Linked DNA regions of Mus musculus: region 2 is linked to region 1. Evidence: chromatin contacts called from public promoter capture Hi-C data. All regions are on one chromosome and are shown on one strand. Each heading gives the region's core, a stretch centred on a gene start, on an enhancer-like site or on the middle of the called end of the contact. The rest is flanking DNA. Distances are from core to core; before and after follow the strand shown.

Region 1 (5,654 bases), core at 318-2,817:
GATGGAGGAGGGACGTGTGGGGAAGCGGGGAGATGGGGTCACAGAGAAGAAAGGGGTTTGGGAAAGTGGGCAGCCGGGGAAGATACAGCTAGGGCCAAGGCTGGGGGGTGGGGAGGAGGAGAGAGCCAAGGCGTTGAGCCCTTTTAAGGCAGCGGGAACCCAGGCCCCCTCCCCCGCCCAGGCCTGGCAGGGGAGGGGCCCACAGGATGCTGCTCAGGCCACAAAAGGACTGCTCCTTCCCAGAGGGTCAGACCCCCTGCCCCCACCCCAGTTCTCAGTTTACCCTGCCAGCCCAAACCCCATCCTTCAAAAGAAAGGTTGAGGGAGACACTAAAGACTGGAGAGGAGAAAAAGTCTTTCACAGGCTTAGCAGTCTAACCGATGGCCTCAACCTTTCCATCTGTGAAACGGGGGAGGAGGGGAGAATGCACTAGGGTCACACACATGGGCAGACAGCCAAGAATCAAGACCTGGACCCTTAATAATAGGCACAGAGCAACAAAACAGGTCGTTACTTGTAAGGAAGCTGGGGTAAGCTGGAGCTTTGGCTCAATGTTGGGCAGGAGCAGATAAGGCTCCAAGCTTGTCCACTAGGCCTGAGAAGACCTCTGGGGAAGGGCATTTAAGTCAGCAGAGGAATTAGAGGTCTTGAGCTAGAACCACAAAAGCAGATGAGAAGCCAGGAGGGATGACCAATCTGGCCCACAAAGGCTGGGCGGGATCAGAGTGCTAGGGATGGGCACACTCAGAAGCTGAAGTTGTTCCTTCCTCTTAATTTGGGGAACAGAAAGGGTGCTCGGTGGCGCCTGTCTGCCGGGCTGGTTCTCCCCCAGGGCCTCTGTGAGTCACAGTGCCCTCATAGCTCCTGGACACCTGTCAGGGCAGCTGGGGAGGCAGACGCCAAACACCTGCCTATGGGCCACACCCTGGCAGCTGCCCCACGCTGTCCCTCCCCACACTCTGGGAAACTGGGGAGGGCTATGAAGCCAGTTTGAGGAGCCAAGGGTCCTAAAAGAGAAAGCTGCCAGGTCCTAGTGTGGGTGCTGAGATAGCAGGAGGCTATGCCCACCCCAGCCTGCACTGGCTGAGTCATAGGTGGCCTCACTGACCCTGGTGCCTCACCAGGGGAGCTTGGGGTCAGGTCATGAGCTCTGCTTGGCTCCCTTACAAAAAGCCCTTTCCAGGCCCTCCTGCCCCTCCATAGCCCATTCTTGCCCTGTAGACCCACCTCTGCCTTGCACCCAACCCCAGGCTTCCTATCCATACTCACCCCACTGCAAGAAGTCGGCCACATACTTGTCCTGGGCTAGGTGAGAGGCACCCAGCTCCTGGTGGACGCCCAGGAGAAGGTCGAGCAGGGGCTCCAGTCCCAGGAAGCCTGGGTCCAGCACCAGCTGCTGGAGCTGCCTCAGCCGCACTTCGGCTGACATGTTGGGCAGGCAACACCATGGCCCCTCCCCGGGCCGGAGCTCGGGGTCTTCCCGTCACAGGGCCTGGCTGCCCCTGTCCAGGCCCCAGAACCCTAGCTGCATGTCTGCCCGTCCCTGACTATCCCTTGGGTCTCTCTGGCCAGTTCTATGCTTAAGGCCTCCTCCTCTTTTCTCCACCCCTTGGCCCAGCCCCCCTCCCGCCTCCCAGTTTTTAACCCCTCCTGAGCCAACACCCCAACTCCCTTCTTCCAGGGCCCCTCAAAACTCTTCAGAGCCCAATGTCAGGGGACAGAGTAATACTCCAGGGTTGCCCCCCCCCATTGACTCTACCCACCCATAAAGAGAGCACAGGGAGTTACAGGTGGGAGGTGTCAGTGCCCAGGAGAGCCAGTCTATAGACTCAGAGCTGGGAGGGGTTGGGGGAAAGGGCTGATGCCTGGGCAACAGGGGGTGAGGGGGTAGTGGGGGGGGCAAAGGCCAGGGGCAGCTTCTTCGTGACTCAGCAATGGATTCCGACTTTGGGACAGTTAAATTTAGCCCCTGTGCCTGCTGTATTACCCGCCCCCCCATTTTTTGGCAGGAGGTAGAAGGAAGATCAGGAGAGAGTTTGCTCAGCCGCCAGGGCCAGGGGTGACCTGCTGGCCCCAGCCTGGGGGAGGCAAGTGGTGGATCCAGGCCCTCCTTAAGCAAAAGAGAACCCCAAAATAGCTCCTTGGCCACAGGCCGGGGCAGCCACATTCCTGCCTGGGCTAGGATTAGAGACAGAAACATTTTAGGGGTTGAGGGCGGAGCTGCCTGGACAGCAAGCCAGGCGACAAGTTAGCTTCTTTCTAGGGTGGCCAGTTCTCTGGGGAGGAAATCATGACCTCCAGCTGGCACTAGATGGCCAGTCATAAATGGGCCAGGGGCAGCAGACTGCAAAGGCATGTTCAGAGGAGGCAGGGAGTGCAGTCAATTCCAGCATCCTCCTCTCCCCAAGGAGAGCATGCTTGGATAGTCCTGGTGTTTAAAACAAGTTTCAAACATCTCCAAGGACCTAGTAGGAAGGCCATCTCAGCCTCTTGACTTTGGGGGTCGAGACTCATCTTTCAGAGGGCTCTCTGCTCGGGGCTAGGGATGGGGAAACAGCTAAGATTGGGCTTCCTTTGGTCAGAGCACAGCTTGGAGGCCAAGTACTGCAACCCCCACCCTACCCTGCCCCAGGGAACAGAAACACTGTGCAAACAAGGACTTTAGTATAAATAAGAGGTCCAGGGGAACAAGGAGGGCCCTCAGGGCTTCCATAATTTAACACTTTCAAAATCACAGACCATAGCAAGGGGTGGAGTTTGGGCAGGAGTGGGGATGGCCCCTGCCCTGCCCTCTCACCCAGGGGTACTGTGGGCTAAGTCTCTCCCAGGAGTGAACAGTCACATGCTGGGACAGGGATATGGTTAACACTGATGTTTCAGAGAACAGGTCATTGTACTTGGCAGTGGGTGGAGGACAGGGCCAAGGCCACACAGGACACTACATCCCCATGGCTGGGCCAACCTAGGGGACCCCCAGTATGTGTGCAGCGTGGGGCTTGGAGCAGTCCTTCCATCATGATTAGTCTTGTTAATACAGTGATTCTTGAGGTCAGCGGGGAGGGTTATGGCTAGGAGGCCGGGAACATGGGACATCCACATTTCACACCACAGTGCCACTGGGGGAGCTGCCTGGTTGGGAGGAGATGCCCTGGGGAGAACAAGAGGAGAAAGGTGGATTAGACAGCACCTGGGCTTCTGCCAGAACCCGGAGAAGGAGCCACCCAAAGGCCTTGGAGCTGCTGCCCCAGCTGGGATCTGCCCCCCAGGCCTAAAGCTGCTGTCCTAGCTAGGAACAAACAGCTCGGCCGTCTCCACTGACCCAGAGTAGCACTTCCACAGTAATGTGGCCCCAGGTGTCCTGGGCATACAGGGGACGACAGTGGAGAGAAAAGAAACTGGGGTCCACTTGCAGCTTCAGGGGTTGTCCTACCTCTACAACTGACTTGCTGGGTGACCTGGGCCAACTTGCTTGCCCTGCCTGGGCCTCGGTCTCCTCGTCTGTGAACTAGGGAGACAGAGGGGTGTCTGTGAGAACTCAGTCAACTCCCGCAGCCCTACTAGCCTGGCAGTGGCTCTGCAACTGCCTGACGTTCTAAGGCTTCTGGACTCTAGCCTTCCAAAGCAAGGGACTGAAGGACTGAGGGCAGAGTAGGGTCCTAGACACTGAGACCACATGCTCAAGCCTGACCAGGTGACAGGCCTGCACCTCACCAACTAAGAGCACAGCCACTGCACAGCCCATCTGTGAGACCCAATGACCAGGACCACACAGCAGCAAGAGGAAGTGCAGGCCTGGACCCTGGCTAATTCCCATCCAGGCCTTCAGCAGCTGGCTCAGAAACAGTGTCTAAGAGGCAGGCCAGAAGTGGGCCCCCAGCTCAATCACATCCCTAGACCTGAATAAAGTTTCACCATCTACACTTCAGATTTCCTATAAACACAGGTTCTGCCTTGAGTGTGAAGTACTAAGGATGAGCCATATGGGCCAGCAGAGGCTCTAAAGACGTTAGCTGTGGTTCCCCCCATTCTGTCTCCTATACCTGACCTTTCTGCTGACGGATAACTGGCATCCGGTAGGGACAGAACTGGTGCCCCTCAGCGCTTGGGCAGGTGCGGACTCACCGCCTTGCCTGGCCGGGCCCAGGTGCAGATGAGGCCCTCTTGGCAGGCAGTGATGATACAATCCTCCAGGAACAGTAGCACGGTCAGGCGTTCCTGAGCAATCTTCTTGCACACGAGAGGCTCCAGCAGTGGCACCTCATGGATCCGAGGGCACAGTGCCGTGCCCAGCACCTTAGCTGGGTCCAATCGGCTTCGGGGGGCAGGACCACTGAGCTTGTCATTGCTGCTATTGCCCCCACTGCCACCGCGGCTGATGTTTCCCAGGCTATGGTAGCGTTTGTGTTCCTTCTCAGCTCCCCGGTCCCGCCGCTCCTGCAGGGTCAGTGTGGCAAAGCGGCCAATGCTGAATGGTATGCCAGGCTCCATCGATGCACTAGGCCCACCAGCCTTGCCACCACCAGCTGGGTGTGGGAGACTGTTGGAACGAGACAGGGAGCGGGGCAGGGGGCCTGCACCTGTCTCTCCGGCCCGAGAACTACCAGAAGCTGGTGGGGTGGCACCAGGTGTGCCCGGAAGGGTGCGGGTACGGGCCAGAGACGGATGAGGGGAGAGCACATCTTCTGTGAGGTCCCACAGGCAGAACTGTGTGTCCTGGCCAGCTGAGCCAAAGCGGTACGTGATGGAGCCAGCCTTGGGCAGTGGGGACACTGGGGCTCCTGTGTCTGAGCTGGTGACTTCAGGCTCCTCCTCTTCACCACTGGGATCTCCATCAGCACTGGCTGACGCCGCCTCCTCTGCGCGAGTGGTGTAGGGATCAAAGGCTACAGCGTTGACCCAGGACTTGTGGCCATGGCCTCGAGCCACCACACGACCCTCCGTGAAGGACCACACAGTGACTAAGTCATCTTCCCCTCCTGTCACCACGTAGCGGCCATCAGGGCTCCAGCACACACACAGCAGACCCCCAAAGTAGCTCTTCATGAGCCCACGCAGAAGCATGCTGTCAAAGTGGAAGACACGCAGGCAGCCATCCTGGCTGACACAGGCTAAGTGTCGGCCATCAGGTGAGAATGCAAACTCATTGAGGGGCCCCTCACCCACTGCCCACTTGGCTAGTGGATTGCGGGGTGCCTTGCTTTTGGCTGCATAGACAGCAAAGCCCTCACCCTGTTTCAGCAGACTATACTGGGGTGGGGTGGAGGTGCAGGGGTGACTGACGTTGTAGAGGTACAGGTGGCCACTGGCGTGAGAAGCAAGGAACAGACTCTCTGACTCAGGCAGCCACTTCAAATATGTCACCTTGGTCTTGTCAATCAGCCGCTGCAAAGGGAACACCAGGGTGGGGTTGGGAAGTGGTGAGTACTCCTGACAGGCCACATCTTATCCTGGACCCCAGCTCTCCCACTGACTGAGACAGAAGGCAGGTGGCACAGGGATACTGGGAAGGGCTGCCAGTGAAGAGCTCCATGGAGCCTCCATTATCCTCCACCCACTTAACTGTGGCTCTGTCTTCACTGCCAGCTGAAAGACAAGAACTTCAACTCCAGAACACCAGGGTCCCCTGAGGAAGGATCCTCATCACTAGTCTGGC
Region 2 (5,789 bases), core at 2,749-5,248, about 26 Mb before region 1:
TACCCCTCAGCCCAGCCCATTCCTCCACAGTAACTCCCAGATCAGCTTCTTCCCGCCTAGCCTTGCGGTCTTCCTATGACCACCGTGTACTCACAGACCTAACGTGCAGTGGACCCCAAGTGCCCTCAGCACTGGTGTCACCCTCCAGAGGATCACACCCTGTCCTCAAGTGCAGGCCTCCAGATTTGCACACTTGTGAGGTCTTTATCCGGCTGGGCACCGTTAGGTCCCTGCCTGTGTCTCTTGGGGCCTTAGGGACCTGGGACAACTTCCCAATGTGGAGTCTGCAGGCTCCTCACTTGCCTCAGCTTGAGCAAGGCTGTGCCCAGCACTGTGGAGGGTGACAGGAGTGGCTGCTTGAGCACTGCCACCTAGCATTGCTCAGCGGTTAGGATCACCGGGATCAGCACAACTGACAGTGCTTGCCTAGGAGGCTGGAGCAGTAAGTTGTCAGGTCTTTGGAGGTACTAGATAGCCCAAGTGGCCTCAAACCCGTGGTCATTCTGCCTTGGCCACAGTAGGGCTGACATTCCAGGCATGGGACAAAATGTCCAGCCTGTGCTTACTGTAAAAACACTGACTGAAGAAGAAGTCAGGGATTTAGTAAGATTGACAGGGGCAACTCAGGCATGTGGTGCATTCTCGGCTTCAGGGTGTACATGCCATGTGGGATCCATGCCCACCACTCACCTGGCGGGAAGTGGGTGGTGGCCACCAGCGTGTAGAAGTTTCTAAGGAGGCGCCTGCGCTGCTCAGGGGAAGGCTCTAAAGAAGAGGGAGCACCTTGACTAGGTGGCCTCTGGCTCACGGCCCTCCCACTCACTGCGTTCCCACGCACCTTTATCCTTGGAGGGCTCCACAGTAAAGAGGCAGCGTCGCAGTTCCAAGTGGAGTAACAACAGACTGGGGGAAAGCACTATCAGGCTGTGGGGAACTGGCAGAGCAAATGGCCTTCCCGGCCCTGGGCCCAACCATCGAGCCTTACCCAAGAATATCGCTGTGTAGTGGGAACCCTTCGGGTAGCGCCCTAGGGCCCAGTGGCAGGCAGGCCCGGAGGGGCTCCAGTAGAGGCTGCCACCAGCGTTCCATTAACTACGGGGGTGAGATGGGGAGCGAGGTCAGGGCTGGTTGGCCAGGGCCTGCATGCAGCAGGTGGCGCTGTTGGAGGGGATGCACAGGGGCAGCACTGCAACAGTCCGCCTCACCTGTGGGTCCAGCTGGCCAAGGGGCGGGCGCGGCCCGCACAGCAGACACAGCTCCAGGCCACGCAGCAGCGTCAAGGTCAACAACCTGTGTGGGACCTGTAGCCGGGCACAAGATAGGGCTAAGCATGGCCCCGCCCTGCTGGAAGCCCCGCCCTGGTCCCGCCCACTCACCGTGGGGCTCCCGTGGGGCAGATACACCGGGTAGTCTCGAGCAGCTTGTGGTGGCAAGGACCCCACCAGCCAGGGGAGTAGTACAGCTTCAGGCATGCCTAGGCGCCACCAGCCCTCTGTCGCTGCCACCACTCGGCCTGATACAAGCAGGCTGACAAAGGCTGTGCCAGTGGCCTCTGCAAACCCTGAAAGGGTTTCCTGGTGAAAAGGTCAGACTAGATGTCATAGGGCAAGGAGGGACCTTCCCGGCTAGTCAGGGAGGGGAAGAGCAGCCATGAGACCAGAGACACCCTAGCACGCAAGGCTGCCAAGCTCCTGTCTCACACCCTCTCTGTGAACGAGAATACTTTAACCTTCCTGATCAGTCAGCACTCTCAATTCTCCATACACTTATTTTATCTGTTTGTTTGTTTGCTTCTTAAAATTTATTTCTCCTTCAGTTATGGGGCTGCTCCTGCCAAGTCATACTGAATTTTTGAGTCATGTGTTCACTGAGCTGCCTAGGCCGGCCTTAAACTTTGCATACTCTCCCCAGCCTCCAGAGTAGCTGGGGTGACAGGCCTGCACCAGGAGGTCCTGGGATGCCAATAGTTTTAACAACAGCATCTAAACTTGCTGAGAAGGCACAGTCCTGACCTACGGAAGCTCTGAGGTCAGGACATGCTGCCAGGAGAGGCATAACTTTAGCAAAGGAAGATTGGGCAGGCATGGTGGAGCACGCCTTTAATCCCAGCACTCAGAGGCAAAGGCTGGTGGGTGTTTGTGAGTTGTAAGTTGGAGGTCGGCCGGACTGGCCTACAGAGAGAGTCCCAAGACAGCCTGGGAGCCCTGTCTTAGAATGGGGTGAGGCGGATTTGCCTAGACAGGGTTCCCTGCAAGGCAGGAAGGCAGGGTGCTTGTGAGGCCGAAGCTGCAGGACAGGAGGCAAGCAGTCAGTGTACCCTGGTGAGAAGGTTCCAGGTAAAACTTGATTCCAGGATGATAAGAGGGAGTTAGGACAATGTCCAGAGAAAGAAAACAAAGGAAGGCTGAGCAGAACCGTGGGGACACAGTTATTTCTATAGCTGCCCCAATACCTGCATGGCAGACCCCTCTGGAGGAATGACACAGTCCACACACTGGGTCAGGTCTCCGATGAGTTCTGAGTTCCCCAGGAAGCTGTCGATGAGACAGTAGCTGGCCTGGTAGAGGAAAAGAGGCATCTAGGACCCACGTAGGCCAGATCAGCCCAGAAAAACCTGAGGCCAGCTCCAGGATTAAACAAGCTCTTCAAGAACCCATGGGCTTTCCCTATGCATAGTGGGAATTGTAGTTCCAGACAAATGGGCACGACTTAGGGATCCTAACGTCACTCACATCCCACAGCCTCACCCTCAATTCTTTCTTCAGTCTTTCTACATTCCGGATATTGGTCAGCTCCTCAAGTCCCACAATGAGAACCTAGAAGAATCACATAGGACAGCGGGGTCCTTAATAGGATCTAGTCAGAGAGGACAGTATTTGAATGGGTGTTGAGAGGAAGGCCAGGTCTGGATCCCTGTGTATGAAGGTGGAGGTCGGGCTCCTGGACTCCTAGGTATGAGGGAAGAGGGCTGAGGTCTGGATGTCTGGGTGTGAGAAAAAAATGCAGGTCTGGACTAAGGAGAAGAGGCTGGGGGTGCAGCTCTCTTGAGTTTTGGAGAAAAAAGGGCCCAGTCTCACCATGGCCCCAAACACCATGTGGAGCATTCTTTCCAGCCTCAGCTCAGAGGTGCCCTCCTCAGATGACAGAACAATGAGAGTGATACTGTGGGGAGGAAAGAAGAGAAGCAAGAATGAAGTAGAGGTCAGGCCTGGGAAACGGAGCCAAGCGCTTCAGCGTCTCTGGGCTATTCCTATGCTGCTGGCTACATTCTGCTGGGAACGCAGGGATCAGAGAGGGTGAGTAGCTTATCAAAGATTCCCACAGCCAAGTCACCACTGGCAGGACTCTGGGGTCACCTAAGCCAGGAACCACTGCCCAGATCTTGTTCCCTTGCTCCCGCCAAGGGACCTGTCATGGAAGTTCTTCCACACTACGGTTGTGTCTTCCGTTCTTGCAGAGTTCAGTTGCACATCCAGATTCTGGCCGAACATGTGGACTCCATTGAGAGAGCCGATGACAGAGAAAGGAAGCTGAAGAGTGGGGAAGCATTGAGACCTCACTGTCCCACTTTGCCGTCTCCCCACATCCCCCCAAAGTTCTTCAGGAAACCAGGCTTATTAGTCCCCTAAAGGCTCCGAGCCTCTACTCCCTGCACGGTATGCCATCCCAGCTTCCCAAACCCCTTATTTAGACGAAGGAGTCGAATGCCCCCACCTGTTGACGGGAGGGGGCGCCGCCGCTGCTACTCCGACAAAACAGGGGAACCCCGCTAGAGGCTGCGAGGCACAGCAGATGCACCGGGCTTCCCGGCCCCTCATCCCCCATCTGGAAGCCCGCACCCGACAAGTCACCCCCCTGGAGACTCTCGGTGTGGATCTAGGAGCATGCGGGTAGTGAAAGCAAGTCGGCCTGCCGTTTGGAGCCGCCAGAGGGCGAGAAGCCGGATGGCTAAATTCCTGCCTTCATCAACTCAGCCCCTCCAACAGGATTCTTTTTCCGCCCCGGCCGGAAGTCATCATGACCCTAACAAAGATGGCGACAAGTATTGCTTGCCAAGCGTTCAAGTTGTTCCTGGACAGCTTCACATCTTTTGTATAACGAGAATGAAGAATCTAGTTTGAAGATGGTGATGGTGCTAAGGTGTTGCCTACAAACCTTCATGTGTGCTGTAATTACGTGCTAATTTTTTTTTTTTAAACAACTGGTTGAGGATGGGGACAGTGCTAAGGCACTGCCTGGCAACTGCAGCGTGGCCTTTCATTCCATAGTGGGAAATACCCTGCCCCAGTCAAAGATGGCCGTATGCTCAGGCGTTGCCTAGCAACTACCATTCACAATAATTTCTGTTTCAAAACTCCGAACCGCTGTGCCACCGTCTCCCTCTCATTTTTTCAGAATGGTTTGATCCAGGCAGTGTTGCCTAGTAACCACCAAATGAGATGGTTGTTTTTGTTATTAGTGAAAGGCAGAAGAGAACCTTTTCCAAAATCATGAAAACCACGTAATTTCTGTAACGAATTAATGCCAATGATGGTGTATCGTGTCGAAAGGTAAAACACGGAAAACTTTGTTCCATGCAACAATAGAAGTTAGCACCGAGGTAGCAAGACAGATTTTCACAGATATGATCACTGTACTATCACTTCCAAAGCTTTCTTCCAAAGGATGGCTAGGAGCCAGGGAGATGGCTCAGCACATCCCAGGGCTTGCCATGAAGACCTGAGAAGCTTGTAACCCCTGGAATCTTCATGGTAGAATAGAGAGCTCACTCCACAAAGCTGGCCTCTGTACACATGCCATGGCACACGCACTGTAAGAATCAAAATTTATTTTCTAGTTTAAAATAGTATGGCTATTAAAATAGTATGGCTACAGCTTCGTGTCTTTATTTTCTACTTTCTGGGTGAGTTGCAGCCTTTAGGCCTGGTTGGCCTGGAACTCAGGGTAGCTGTTTGGCCTGGAATGGCGAATGCCAGCCACTCTCTTTTTCTTTGCTTTCCTTTCTTTCTCTTTTGCTTGTTGTTGTTTAGTGTATTTTTGAGGTGTGGTCTCATGTAGCCCATGCAGACCTGGGACTTGCCATGTGTCCTTGAAATTCCGATTCCTTTTTCAACATCTCAGTCTCCTTTCTTTCTTCCTTTCTTTTTTCTTTCTTTCTTCCTTTCTTTTTTTTTTCTAGATTTATTTATTTATTTTATATATACGAGTACACTGTAGCTGTACAGATGGTTGTGAGCCATCATGTGGTTGCTGGGATTTGAACTCAGGACCTTTGGGAGACCAGTCAATGCTCTTAACAGCTGAGTCATCTCTCCAGTCCAGTCCAGCCCCCATCTCAGCCCTTCTAATGTCTTTTTATACTCTGTTTGTTTGTTTGTTTGTTTGGTTTTTGAGACAGGGTTTCTCTGTGTAGCCCTGTCTGTCCTGGAACTCACTCTGTAGACCAGGCTGGCCTCAAACTCAGAAATCCACCTGCCTCTGCCTCAAAGGCGTGCACCACCACTGCCCGGCTATACTCAATTTTGATAAGTGCAAGGAATTGAACAATTTTTTCCACCGACAAATATTAGATTTCTCCTTCTGTATTTTAAATGATACAATAAAACAAAATAATTTTTTGAGACAAAATCGTGCTGTGTAGCCCAGGCTGGCCTTGGTCCTTATGCTCAGTTCTCCCATGTTGCATTGCTACACCCTGCTGAGTTAGCAGTTTTAGCTGCTTGATTACTGTATGTCTGAGAGCAATTGCTTTGTTTATTAAATTAAATAATTTAAAATAATTTATTTAT

The links. Promoter capture Hi-C pulls out the DNA fragments that hold promoters and counts their contacts.
Region 2: a contact with region 1 is called in a promoter capture Hi-C map of pre-B cells. The contact joins the promoter of Fuz here to the promoter of Dmpk in region 1. A contact is called at or near these places in 3 of 39 promoter capture datasets (cranial neural crest, maxillary cranial neural crest and pre-B cells).

The regions. Positions count from the first base shown.
Region 1 is chr7:19,079,771-19,085,424 of GRCm38.p6, reverse strand. Dmpk (dystrophia myotonica-protein kinase) reads right to left here and starts at 1,567. Exons shown (of 15, transcript NM_001379257.1): 1 at 1,271-1,567. The coding sequence starts at 1,430. Dmwd (dystrophia myotonica-containing WD repeat motif) reads right to left here. Exons shown (of 5, transcript NM_010058.2): 3 at 4,124-5,383; 4 at 3,432-3,506; 5 at 2,650-3,149. The coding sequence ends at 3,102.
Region 2 is chr7:44,894,288-44,900,076 of GRCm38.p6, reverse strand. Fuz (fuzzy planar cell polarity protein) reads right to left here and starts at 3,998. Exons shown (of 11, transcript NM_027376.3): 1 at 3,715-3,998; 2 at 3,409-3,530; 3 at 3,078-3,162; 4 at 2,748-2,816; 5 at 2,453-2,557; 6 at 1,377-1,574; 7 at 1,206-1,301; 8 at 986-1,092; 9 at 839-903; 10 at 691-765. The coding sequence starts at 3,825.